Linked DNA regions of Oryctolagus cuniculus: region 2 is linked to region 1. A link is a contact called in public Micro-C data. All regions are on one chromosome and are shown on one strand. Each heading gives the region's core, a stretch centred on a gene start, on an enhancer-like site or on the middle of the called end of the contact. The rest is flanking DNA. Distances are from core to core; before and after follow the strand shown. Region 1 holds the start of AMOTL2 (angiomotin like 2). Region 2 has its middle 59 kb from the start of AMOTL2.

Region 1 (5,855 bases), core at 1,067-3,566:
GCCACCCATCCAACAGCCTGATGAGCCACTGCAGGGCACCCTAGTTGAGATCTAAGTGACCCATGCAGAAGGAGGCAGGGCCCCGGCTGCTGCCGATGACAGCAGGCCGGCAGAAGCCCTCGGCAGTCAATGCCCAGTGCAGCAGGCCTGAGCCCAGCCCGGGCTGGGCATTCAACCTACCACCCTCAGCACCGAGCCCCCCATCCACTCCTCTCCCTCTCCCTGAGCTCCTGGAGCACAGACATACACACCCCCAACGCCCCCACCCCCAACCCAGCTCTGCTTCACCAAGGGCTGCTCCGAGAACAGAACTGGAGCTCCCAGGCACAGGATGCCCTTGGCCGGTATTCCGCAAGGTGAACAGGAAGAAGGAGAAATTGCACCCGAGCTGGTGAAGGAGGGGATGAGAAAAGAAAGCCTGCCTGAAGACAAGGGTTTCATAAGGTGGGACGGAAGAAAGGTGGTGCTTAGCCAGGTTAGTGGTGGGTCGCCTGGTCCCTGTGTGAGAGAGCCGGGAAAGGATGGCATGGCAGCTATGATTTCAGGATCAGCCAGCCCTGCACCCTCCACTCCCCACTTGGAAAAGCCTCTGCTTGTTCTCAGATAGGCGCACAGCATCCTTGTCCACCTGTTACACCCACTGCCTGGAGGCGGAAGGGAGCAAGGAGGAGGTTCTTGGTTGTAGGCAGCTGAGACTGCGGGCTGTGAGCCTCAAGGGTGAACAAGGTCCAAAGAAGGTGCTCCCTTGTTGTAAGCCTGGGCTCCCAGGGAGCGGCTCCCGGCCTGGAAGGCGGCCCACCTCCCTCACCCAGCCTCCTTTCCACGGCCTCCTCCAACACAAACCTCCAAACTGGGATTCAGGGAATGCCAAACCAAACACTCACTGCCACAGGTCCTGCTCGTGTGGAGAGGGCTGCAATGCAGCCCCGTCTTCGGCCACAGACCCAAGTCCCGGGGCCCTGCCTCGGCTGGGGCTCGACACCGCGGGAGAGCAGCCTTTCCTGATCCACTCCCCCAACCCCTGGCCTCCAGCTGCCCAGAGCTGCGAGTGGGGGTGCGCCGGGTGGACACCTCGGTGCCCAGCCTCCCAGGCACTCAACCCCAGGGGCAAAAGCAGCCGCTGGGAGTCACTTCGCCAGCAGCTCAGCTGCGGACATTCCCTAAGTTAATCACCGTCTGGGCGGACTCCGCCGAGGCGGCCCCCCCGCGGCGAGGAGGCAGGCAGAGCTTTCGCCACAGATTCCAGGCGCGCCAACGGTGCGCCTGTCCCGGCGCGGAGCTAGAATAGGGGCATCGCCCCTCACTCGAGCATCCTTTCAGGCCCCTAAGGACCGCGCCGCTGAGATCGGCTCTCCCCACCCCGGCTGCGCCCGCGCGCCTCCTCGCTCCCTGAAAGCTGCCTTTCCAAGCGCGCATCGCCCGAGAAGCCAAAGCTACGGCGTCTTAAAGTCACGTCGCACCGGCCCGGGGCTGCCGGGGCTCCCGGCCGCGGCCTTCTGGGAACCCGGCGGTGGGGGGGTGGGGGGGACCAGGGGAGAGGTCTTTAAGCGTCGCGGACCCGCCCCCTCCTCCCTCCCGAGCCCTCTTTGTTTTCCAAATACTCCAGCGCTGACGTCACCGGGCTGGACAGCAGGCTGCATTCTTTCTAAGTGAGAGCCAGTTCGTGGCTCCAGAGAGGATTTTCCAAGGAAGACAAAGAGGAATTCTTGGGCTGCCGGGGGAAGAAGGGGTCAAAGACACCTGTAGCCCCCACCTAACCAAGCCAGCCCCCAAGGCCCTGCAACTGGAACTCCGAGCGGCGCCTGCGGCCAAGTCCCGCGTCCCGCCTAGTCCGACCCCGCCACCCCAAACACCGACCCAGTTCTCCCCGTCATCGGCCCCCTCCCCCAGCCCGGGCACCTGCACGCCTTTAAGAGTCCCCCCCAGGGTGCACAGCGCGGCTCCAGGAGGGGCCCTAACCCGGCACTGGGGCGGGCTGGAAAGGGTGCGCTGCGCCCCGAGGACGCTCCGCTCCCGGAAAAGGCCGGGCTGCGCGGGACCTCGGGCCTCGGCCCGGGAGCGTGGCGGTCGGCCTGGCGCGCTGGCCCGAGCGCCAAGCGGCCTTCCTTACCGCTGCGGCCCGCGGGCGCCTGGCGCAGTCCGATCCGACGACCCGGCCCCGCTCGGCTCGGCCCGGCTCGCGGCGGAGGTGTGCACTCGGCGGTGGCGCCGACGCTCTGGCCGCTCCGGCCGCAGCGCGCAGCCTCAGGGTCGGCCCGCGCTGGAGGCGGCTGCTATGCCAGGAATGTGAGAGTTTCAGGTTCCCCCTCGGGATCAAAGCGAACCACAAATAACCTCTCAGCGCGCCGCCCTCCTCCGCCCTCCGCCTCCTGCGGCTCCCTCCTCCGGCCCCCGCCTTCCTCCGGGGAGGCGGCGCTGAGGGCTGGGCGCGGGGCCGGCCCCGGAGCTCCGCTCCCCGGCCGCGCACGGCCCCCTCCGCGCGCTTGGCCGTCAGAGCTGCCGGGCACGATTTCACACCGCTCGGGCACCCAGTTCCTGCCTTGCTGTCGCCCTTCGTCCTTCAACTCGCCCGCGGCGCGTTCCGGGGGTGGCTTCGGAGGGGGCATGTACGGCGGGGACAGGGAGAGCAGTGGCCAGGCCAAGACAGGACGGTTCTTCCAGCCGCCCAGCCTCTTCCTAAGCCTCGCTGTTCTCACCCCCAGCGGCAACCTCTGAATTGCACTTTTATTGTTTACAAACATCTTCGCCCGCGCCTTGAGAACCTGCCTCCACAGGAAGTGTGTATCCGCGCTGAAAAATCTGGTTAATTTGAACCCCCCCCCCCCCCAGTGACTCATGGCCGCCAGGTGCTCCACTGTCTGTCGTCCAGGTGGTGGCCGGCGCCCCTCCACGAGAGCTGGCGGCAGGCAACCATCCGCTGGTGGCTTGGTCCCGCCTGTCGCCCTCTGAGGCAGTTCTGCTATCACAACCTCTGAGCACTTCTGCCACCAGAATCGTGGGTCCCACGCAGACCCACACAGGTGCCCTCCAATGTCCACCTGCCCTGTCCTGTTCCAGTCTCCTCTTCACCTCCCCCACACCCCTGCCTGCCAAGGGCCCTCCCCATACCCACCTCTGGGGCTCCAGGTGGCCGTGACTGTGGAAATCAAAACCTCCAACACCCCTGCCTCCTGTCCCCCAAGTTCTGTGTCGTTCTGGGGCCCTGGCCTAGTGGGGGGACTCCCAACACTAAAACCCTCCACTCCCCTTGAGGGCCCTTCAGCATAGAGTTGCAATTCCCAGGTTTCCCCAGAGGGAAGCAGGCACAAGGAAACTCAAGCTCAGTAGTCAGGGACAGGGTTAATTTTTAATAACACCCCCTCCCATTGTCTCTCTGTGTGTGTGTGTGTGTGCATAGTTTACCTGGAAGCTGAATATTGCATTCCAAATAGGATTGGATCTGAAATACGTGAAGAACGGGTTTTCTTGTGACAAGCTATGGGATAGTTGGCCCTCCCAGGGTTACCTCAGCAAGAGAAGCTGTGGCCAATATGCCTCTGCCCAATCTGAATACAATAGGTAGGTATTTTAGAAAAGGAGTAAGAGAGGGAAGAGGCCCCCAGGTGGCCTGGCCTTATGGACAACGTTCTTGGAAACACTTGGTGCGGGTATGAGTTGGGTGTGGGCAGGTGTACCCTGGGGTTGCAAAATCAGGGGAAAGACCACATGGGACAGTCCTGTATTGCAGGGGCATTGAGGGCAATACATTTATTTGTTTATTGGAAAGGCAGAGATATGGAGAGAGAAGGAAAGAGAGAGAGAAAGAGAGATCTTCCATCCACTGATTCACTCCCCAAATGGCTGCAACAGCCAGAGCTGGGCCAACCCAAAGCCGGGAACCAGGAGCTTCTTCTGGGTCTCCCATGTGGGTGCAGGGGCCCAAGCACTCAGGCCATCTTCCGTGGCTTTCCCAGGCACATTAGCATGGAGCTGGATCAGAAGTGGAGAATCCAGGACTTGAACCAGCGTCCATATGGGATGCTAACCCTGCAGGTAGAGGCTTAACCTTCTATGCCACAGCGCCAGCCCCAGGGGTACTGACTCGATATGCTGACAAAAAGGAGCCAGCTGGTTCAAGGCGGTTACATCTTGGAGTGGGCAAGGCTATTGTAAACCCAGCTGTTCGCCTCTGCACCACAGAGGGACAGAGGGGTCCCAAACCCTGGATAGGGAAATTTCCACACACTTTTCTTCTCTTCTCCTCCTCTCTCAAGAAGGGTGGGTGTCAGGGCCTCCCAGGCAGGGCTAGGCTGGGGGCCTATGCTGCCTGAGTGGGCAGAACACCCCGCAGAGTTGAGTGAGAGGTGACCACAGCTCAGCTGTGCAGCGGCAGGTGTGCACAGGCGACCCCTGGGCTGGCCAATCTGTTTGCATGTAAATTCTCATGGCCAACTGGGGAAGAGTGAGCCAGTGCATTCTTCCTGCCACTGCTGTCTCCCTCCCCCTCAGGGAATGATTCATCCCAGGTGACCGTGCGGCTGGCTGGGTCTGGGATCTTGCCTGGGAAAGGTGCGGAGGTGACCCAGTTCTCAGAGTAAGCCAGGCTTGAGGCCTTGGCTGGGCAGAGTGAAGCCCGCGGGGGTGTGGCTGCATCGTAGGTGTGGACGGGGCTTAGCCAGGAATCCGGGCACCCATCCCTCCCTCCCTTCTTCGCCTGGATCTGGCTGTGTGCCTGCATCTCACACGCTGGGCAGGAACATGCAGGCAGGGTCTGAGTGGGACCCCAGCAGCTCCTCCCGTGGAGCTAGGAAGGGAATGAGCTCCTCCCTTCCCAAATGGTTGGCTGGTGGAGGAGGGACCCCCGGGGCCACCCTGCTGGCAACATCAAAGGAAGGCGGCAAGTTGTGAAACTCCCCCTGCCAGCCTCGGGGACACTCCCTCTGACAGGTTATGGGAACTGGAGGCCTACGAGAATCTGGGGCAGGAAGCGCATCACGGGCAGAGCCTGCATCTTGGGGTAGAAGTTACGAGCCAGAGTCGTTTGCGCTTGGTCCTTTTGCAAACCTCTGCCCCTTGCCCAGCCTCTGGGTTCTATCTCCAAGCTCTCCCCCTTCTGCTGCCTGTCTCTCTTTCCCTCCCAGGCATGCTGGCTTGGAGTCTCCACAAGGCACAAGTTGCCTTTGTCCATAAATCCTGTGAAATTGGAGCAACTGCAGGAGCCTTGCCTTTCCAAACAGCACACACCCCTGGAGCCCCTGGCCTTCCTCCAGGGCCCTTTGCTTCCGGGGTTCCTGCAGGTTGAGGGCTGGGACGAGTCTTGCAAATAGGGATGGGTCACACGATGGGCAGGGAAGCTCTCATTTTGTCTCCCTTCTCTGCGCCCTGTCACTGCCCAGCGCATCCGCAAATCCCAGTTCTGCATGCAAGACGTGGACAAGCTACAGGACTGCACCCTTCAGTTCATGCTGGTCTGGCAACCATCAGACTGAGGGAGGAGGCAGACGTGGGCATCTCAGAGCTGGCGCCATTTGGCCAGCAAGTCAAGGCAGATCATTTAGAAACAGCGACTTTCGCAAAGCTGTCTTGTCCTGAGCGGGCACTGACAGTGTGGATGGGCCCTTGCTGCCTGGAGAGACCCTCTGCTCTTGGCAAGAGGTTACAGGGAACTTGGGTTTGGCCCCTGGGTTTGTTCTTGCAGGAAAGTGCCTGGGGGACAGGGGAGCTTGTGGGGTGGGGGACAGGCAGGACCAGTGTGACGGAAGAGTGCCCCCTAGTGAGCCTCATCCCAGCTGCGGGGGCCCGCTCCGCTCAGGCTCCCGGGTGGGTCTGGGGCCTGGAGCTGGGGTTGAGGTTGGGGAGAGATGTCTGGGGCAGAG
Region 2 (5,855 bases), core at 938-3,437, 60 kb before region 1:
TTTACTCTGATGATACTTTTGCAAACTCGTGTTTTTCCGAGTTTATTATCTCCAGTCATTTTTTAAAGATTTATTTATTCGAAAAGTGGAGTTACAGAGGCAGAAAGAGAGAGAGAGGTCTTCCATCTGCTGGTTCACTCCCCAAATAGCCTCAACAGTTGGACCTGTGCTGATCTGAAGCCAGGAGCCAGAGCTTCCTCCAGGTCTCCCACGTGGGTGCAGGGGCCCAAGCACTTGGGCCATCTCCCACTGCTTTCCCAGGCCATAGCAGAGAGCTGGATCGAAGTGGAGCAGCTGGGACTTGAACTGGTGCTCACATGGGATGCCAGTGCTGCAGGTGGCAGCTTTATCCGCTATGGCACAGCACCGGCCCCTCAAGACATTTTTCTTACTATGGGGTGGTAGGGCCGGGAGCCTTCTATTCACATGAAGCACACGGATGGAGTGAGGCCCTGCGGGGCATAGGGGAAGGTGACTGGGAGCCCGAGTCCCCTGGCCGGCTCGGCTGCTTGCACAGGAGCGAGGGGCAGTGAAAGAATGCGCCTTCCCCCTGTCGGTGAGGAGCGCCCTGGCTGGAGATCACTCCAAGGGAGAGGGACTGCATTTCTGGATTCTTCCCCGAAGCCACAGCCCAAGCCGGGCCCAGTGGGAATTTTCAGTTCTGCTCAAAGTGCCAGGCTTAGAGGCTAGCCAGCAGAACTACCTGATCAGCGAAGCCCATGGAGCTGCCACAGGGGCCAAGGCACCAAGGAGACTCACTGAGGATGGGGAGGCATGGAACGGCCCCCTCTCCGGCAGGGCCCCGCCATTCCCCACCCCCACCCCCCCACCCCGCCCCGCACAGTCCTCCGCTGCACCTGAGCCCGCACCCTGCCCCCAGGGGCACATAGCACACTGCCTTATACTGGCCGTGTCTTCCTCCTGCAGGGACGGTGAGTGTCTGGGGGGTTAGGGCCCGGGTGGGCTCATCCGAGGGGCTCACTCGTGTCTGATTTCATCACCGTCACCTGGAGTGCCCTCACATCCCCCAGAGGTGGAGCCTCGGCACAGCGGGGGTGGGGAGGGGGCTGCAAGGTAGCATGGGACTCCAGGATGCCCATTTTCTGGGCCATCCGAAAGGGGCTGACCTTGAGCCATTTCTACAGCCTCAAACCAGGACTGCCCAGCCGGCTGCCACCTTGTCACTCTGGCCTCCCCCGGGGCCACCCCAGACACCACCCGGTGGGAAAGGGTACTTTTCTGGTCCTGCTCTCAGAGGCTGGGAAACAAGTGGTTTCCAGGGCTGCCGCCTCCCTTCCCTCCCTGCCCCTCATCGCAGCTGGGGTGTGGGCCAGTCGGAGTTTGCCACCCTTCTTCCCGGCTGCCCAAGCAACCCTGCGAGATGCTGAGCCTTGCAAGTTCCAGGAATGCTTTGTTGCATTAATGGCTTCTCAGGTGTCGCTAATCCGCAGGGTGGGTCCCCAACAGGTCTTCGGGCTGAAAACCACGCCAATTTCCCTGTGCCGGGCTGTAGCTCCTTCTCCACGAAGACAGGCCGGTGTTAACAAGCTGGGAAGATGGGGGCAAGCCAGACTTTGCCGGCCATTGTTCCACACTGACCAGGGATCTAAGCAGGCCCCCCGGGGAGGGGGGCAGGGAGGAAGTGAACATGACACACTCCCCTCCCTCAGGTCCCTGGAGGACCGCAGCGACTGAAACAAGGTATCCGCGCTGTTTTGGTGCTGACGCAGGTGTGTGCGTGCAGGTGCACCTGAGGCCGGCGCTTACCCTTCCAATGCGGACGCCTCGGGCCGGTGCCTTTCCTCTTTCTTGGGGCCTCAACTCCCGACAGCAGCCCCACCCTCCGGGTGGGCCAGCCCACGGCCCCTCCCACCTGCTGGGGTCCCCTCTCCCACTTTCCAGCCGGGGGATCCGCTGCTTTTCCTTCCCCCGAAGCCCTCACGGCTCTCGGGTAGCCACTGCGCGTCTCTAGCGGCAGAAACCCAATGTCGACCGCGGAGGGGGCAATTCTCGGACCCCAGCGGCGGGCTGGGACGGGCGCCGCGAGGGCGCAGGGGCGGGCGCGTGCCCGCCGCCAGGGGGCGCTGGCGAGGGCGGGCACGCGCGCGGCCCCGCGGGGCGGGGCGGAGCGGGGCGGGAGTCGGGGCTGCGCTCGGGCCGCGGCCCAGGAATGCGGCCTTGGCTCCGGGCGGCCGCGCAGGAATGTGGACGGCGTGTTCGCCGCGCGCCCTGGACGCACCAGCCCTTTCCCCTGGCGGCCGCTCCCGGGGCCACTCCCGACCTCCCCGTCGCACGTCCGGCCGGCCAGCCATCAGGCTGCGGGGCAGAGCCCGAGGGCGGTGGCTTGTTAGGGAAGAGGGAAACCCAGAGTGGGCTGCTCGAGCCCTGGGGACGCAGGGCCGACAGCGGGAAGGCGAGCGAGGGTCCGCCCCTGCTTGCCACCAGGGGCTCGGGGGCCGGGTGCCCGCAGTCGCCTGTGCGTGGGGGCAGTGCCCGGGGCAAACAGGAGGAAAGCGCACGTTCACTTTGGCCCTAGGCGCTCTCTGGCCAGGGAGAGACGAGTCCCCAGAGTGAGCACTTAATTCACTCGGCAAGTACTTATTTTCGCAGCCTGTGCTCAGTGCTGGGGGCACGGAAGTCGGCAAGGTGCACCCACTCCGATCCTAGAGGTGGTCTCTGAAATGCTCAGGGAGGCTGCGGAAGCCCGGGCTGTCAGGAACGCAGAGGAATAGCCCGGATTGGGAAAGGTTTAGATCCAGGAGGACTTCCTGACAGAAGCCGCAGCTCCAGACAGAGGGAGCCTCTGCAGCTGCTCCCAGCAAGGTGGGGCCAGGGCTCCACATCCCCCATCTCATCCTCACCTGCCGGGGCTCCCGTGGGTGTGAGCACAGGAAGCGCAGGGGCTCGCAGCCTGTGTGTGCCCAAACGTGACCCGTGATGGAACAGGAGCATTCACGGCCCTGCGTCCCTGGCGCCCCCCCCCCCCCCAGCGCGCTGGGACCCCAGTGCGTGTGTGCAAAGGAAAAGTGCAGGCCGTGCTGTGGCCTCTCCGGCATTGTTCTGAGCAAACACAGGAAGATGGGTTTCCTTGAGCTTTGTGGTGCTGACATCTGAATCCGGACCCCCCCACTCCCACCCTCTGGGGTCTGGGGAGGGAGGCGGGGGCGGGGCAGCGCAGCCGATGGGAAATAAACACCCACCTCTGCGCTTCAGACTTATTTCATGTTCTTAGAATTTCCTCTCTTGGGTTCTGGCTTTGTTATTTGAAAATTCCACACATTCGTTAGGGTTGGGAAAATCCCCTGTCGCCTGAGAGGCAGCTACACGGGGGTCCAGAGTCCTGTGCCCCAGACAAGGGGCCTGGCCAGCAGGCCTGAGTCAGCCGTGGGAGCGCCTCCTCTCCCTTCTGGATTCGCACACGATTCAGCTGTCCCAGTGGTCACTGTAGTACTCCTTCACTCATTCAGCCATCCGATAAATATGTCCTGAGTGACCTCCTAGGTGCCAGGCAGTCTTGTGAGTGCCGGGAGTGCAGACCGCGCAGATTGGAAACAACCTAAGAATCCCAACAGCTCGTGGTGTAGAACCGGAAAACCCGCACCACCCGGGGCTGGGATGGGAGAGCAGGCAGCGAAGGAGGCTCCAAGGGTGCTGTCCACCAAAACGTATCTCTTTCGTTGTGTTTCTAAGATTAATTTATTCATTTCAAAGGTTGAATAACAGAGAGAGAGAGAGAGAGAGAATCTTCTATCCCCTAACTCCCCCCAAATGTCTGCAATAGCCAGGACTGGGCCAGGAACTCAATCCAGGTCTCCCATGTGGGTGCAGGGACCCAGGCACTTGGGCCATCCCCTGCTGCTTTCCCAGGTACATGAGCAAGGAGCTGGATTGGAAGCAGAGCAGCCAGGACTTGAACCAACAATATGATGGGAGCTGCCGGCGCTCACAGTGGGGGCTTAGCCTACTGCACCAGACGCCCTCTACAAGAGAAATGCTCTCTCAACATGACATTTGTTGTTGTTGTTTTGTTTTAGATTTATTTATTTATTTGAAAGGTAAAGTTACAGAGAGAGAGAGAGAGATTTTCCAACCACTGGTTCACTCCCCAAATGGCTGCAAAGGCCAGAGCTGAGCGGATCCGAAGCTGGGAGCCAGGAGCTTCTTCCGGGTCTCCCATGTGGGTGCAGGGGCCCAAACACTTGGGCCATCTTCTACTGCTTTCCGAGGCCATAGCAGAGAGCTAGATGGGAAGTGGAGCAGCCAGGACTCGAACTGGAGCCTATATGGATGCTGGCACTGCAGGCAGCAGCTTTACCCACTACGCCACAGCGTTGGCCCATCAACATGACGTTTTTAAGAATAAAAATTAATCCATGGTGAACACAACTTCAGAATTGCACATGCAAACCGGATCCATGGCAGTTCTGTTCCTGGCCAGGTTGGGAGCTGAGGGAAAGAAAAACTCGGTGATACCCAGCCTGCCTTCAGCATTGACTTGGCATTGCCAGAATGGCCCAAGGGGGGTTAAGGTCGCTCGGGGAGGTTTGCTTGTTGACAATAGAAGGAAACTCCTGGCTACTGTTGAGTGGGAAAGGGGGCAATTAGGGAGCTCTGCACAAAACCTGGTCCCGTTAACAAAGACGCGGTGTCTGGGTTCCGGAAGCCATCGGAAGCCCTATGGGCTGGCGCCTCTTGATCTCCGGAATTAAAAGTTGGTTACCTACCTTCTTTGGGTTTGCGTTTCCTGGCTGTTTTAACAGTGAACATGTAGTAATGGTGCGATTTCCTAAAGACACTTCACAGACCAGGAGACCCGCGGCGGAACACGCTGGCCTCCACACAGCCAGCTTGGGGGCGCGGAGACTGACGGGGTCCCCCTTCCCAGCGCTGAGCCCCGAGTGCGGCCGCAGGCACCCCCCTCTGCATGTATGAGGAGCGGGACTCAGTGAGGCCCGGAGACTGCCGCCAAGTGGAGGAGCCGCACCGGCCTGGGGACCTGCGCGCCCCGGGGCAGCTCGGTTGCCTGGGGCTGTGCTGGTGGGGCCCCAGCTGCTGTCCACCAGCCTGCTGCTGCCTCCCTTGGCAGCCCGCTGGGGCCCGTAGCACGGCCCGCCTCCCTTTCCCTGGGCCCTGGGTGAATGACCAGTGGGCTCACGCGTGCGCGCGGAGTGAGCCTGGTTGGAAAGTGTGTTTATTGCCCCCGCCCTGCCCCAGGCGCAGACACACCCCACAGCCTGGCTGACTCAGAAGTAATTCCCCCACAGCCCCTGTGTGCCTGGAAGTGCCTCGGGGTGTTTCCCACAGCGGAGACACCTCCTCCGTCAGCCCCACCCAGCCACAAGCCTCTAGCCCATCGCCTGGGGAGGATAATGAGGCGAGAGGAGCCCTGGGCAGCGCCCCCCGCCCCGGCCCTGCAGCCAGGCCCCTGAGCAGCCTCTGTGACTCAGGGCGCCCACTCTGCAGCACCACGCCAGTGGGGCCCGAGAGAGAGCCCTTTGCTCCTAAGACGCCGGCTCCCAGGCTCCAGGAATCTTGGCCGTGTGTGGTCTCTGCTGTTCTACCAAATGGAAGCCAGCGCTCTCGTGGTTCTAAGTGTTGACTGTACCAGATGGCATTTCTCAAAGATGACCCATGACACATGTTGGCTAAGACGGCTACGCAACTAGGTTATGCCAATGGCATGTGAGTGGAATTACGGTGTGGAAATGTCTGGAAAGATGCTTTCAACTGGGGTGAAGTGTCCTTCTTGCCCTTTCTCCATCCCACTGCCTGTGATGCAGATGTGATGGCAAGGCACTAGCAGCCTGCTTGCACTATGAAGATCTGGAAGTTGGGGGAAGATTTTTTAAAAACAC

What was found. Hi-C and Micro-C count contacts between places; a contact is called where the count stands out from the background.
Region 2: a contact with region 1 is called in a Micro-C map of ear pinna, with 3 times the contacts expected there. The contact joins the enhancer-like site here to the promoter of AMOTL2 in region 1. A contact is called at or near these places in 3 of 6 Hi-C or Micro-C datasets (ear pinna, skin fibroblasts and an unstated tissue).

What each region holds. Positions count from the first base shown.
Region 1 is chr4:147,058,724-147,064,578 of mOryCun1.1, reverse strand. AMOTL2 (angiomotin like 2) reads right to left here and starts at 2,316. Exons shown (of 10, transcript XM_051818603.2): 1 at 2,111-2,316.
Region 2 is chr4:147,118,328-147,124,182 of mOryCun1.1, reverse strand. No RefSeq gene overlaps it. Among named protein-coding and RNA genes, the nearest start is that of AMOTL2, 59 kb to the right of the region's middle. Within about 2 kb of position 2,187, at least 4 of the 8 cell types and tissues checked have an H3K27ac peak or open chromatin away from gene starts, as enhancers often do. A contact at or near this core is called in ear pinna, where this site is marked.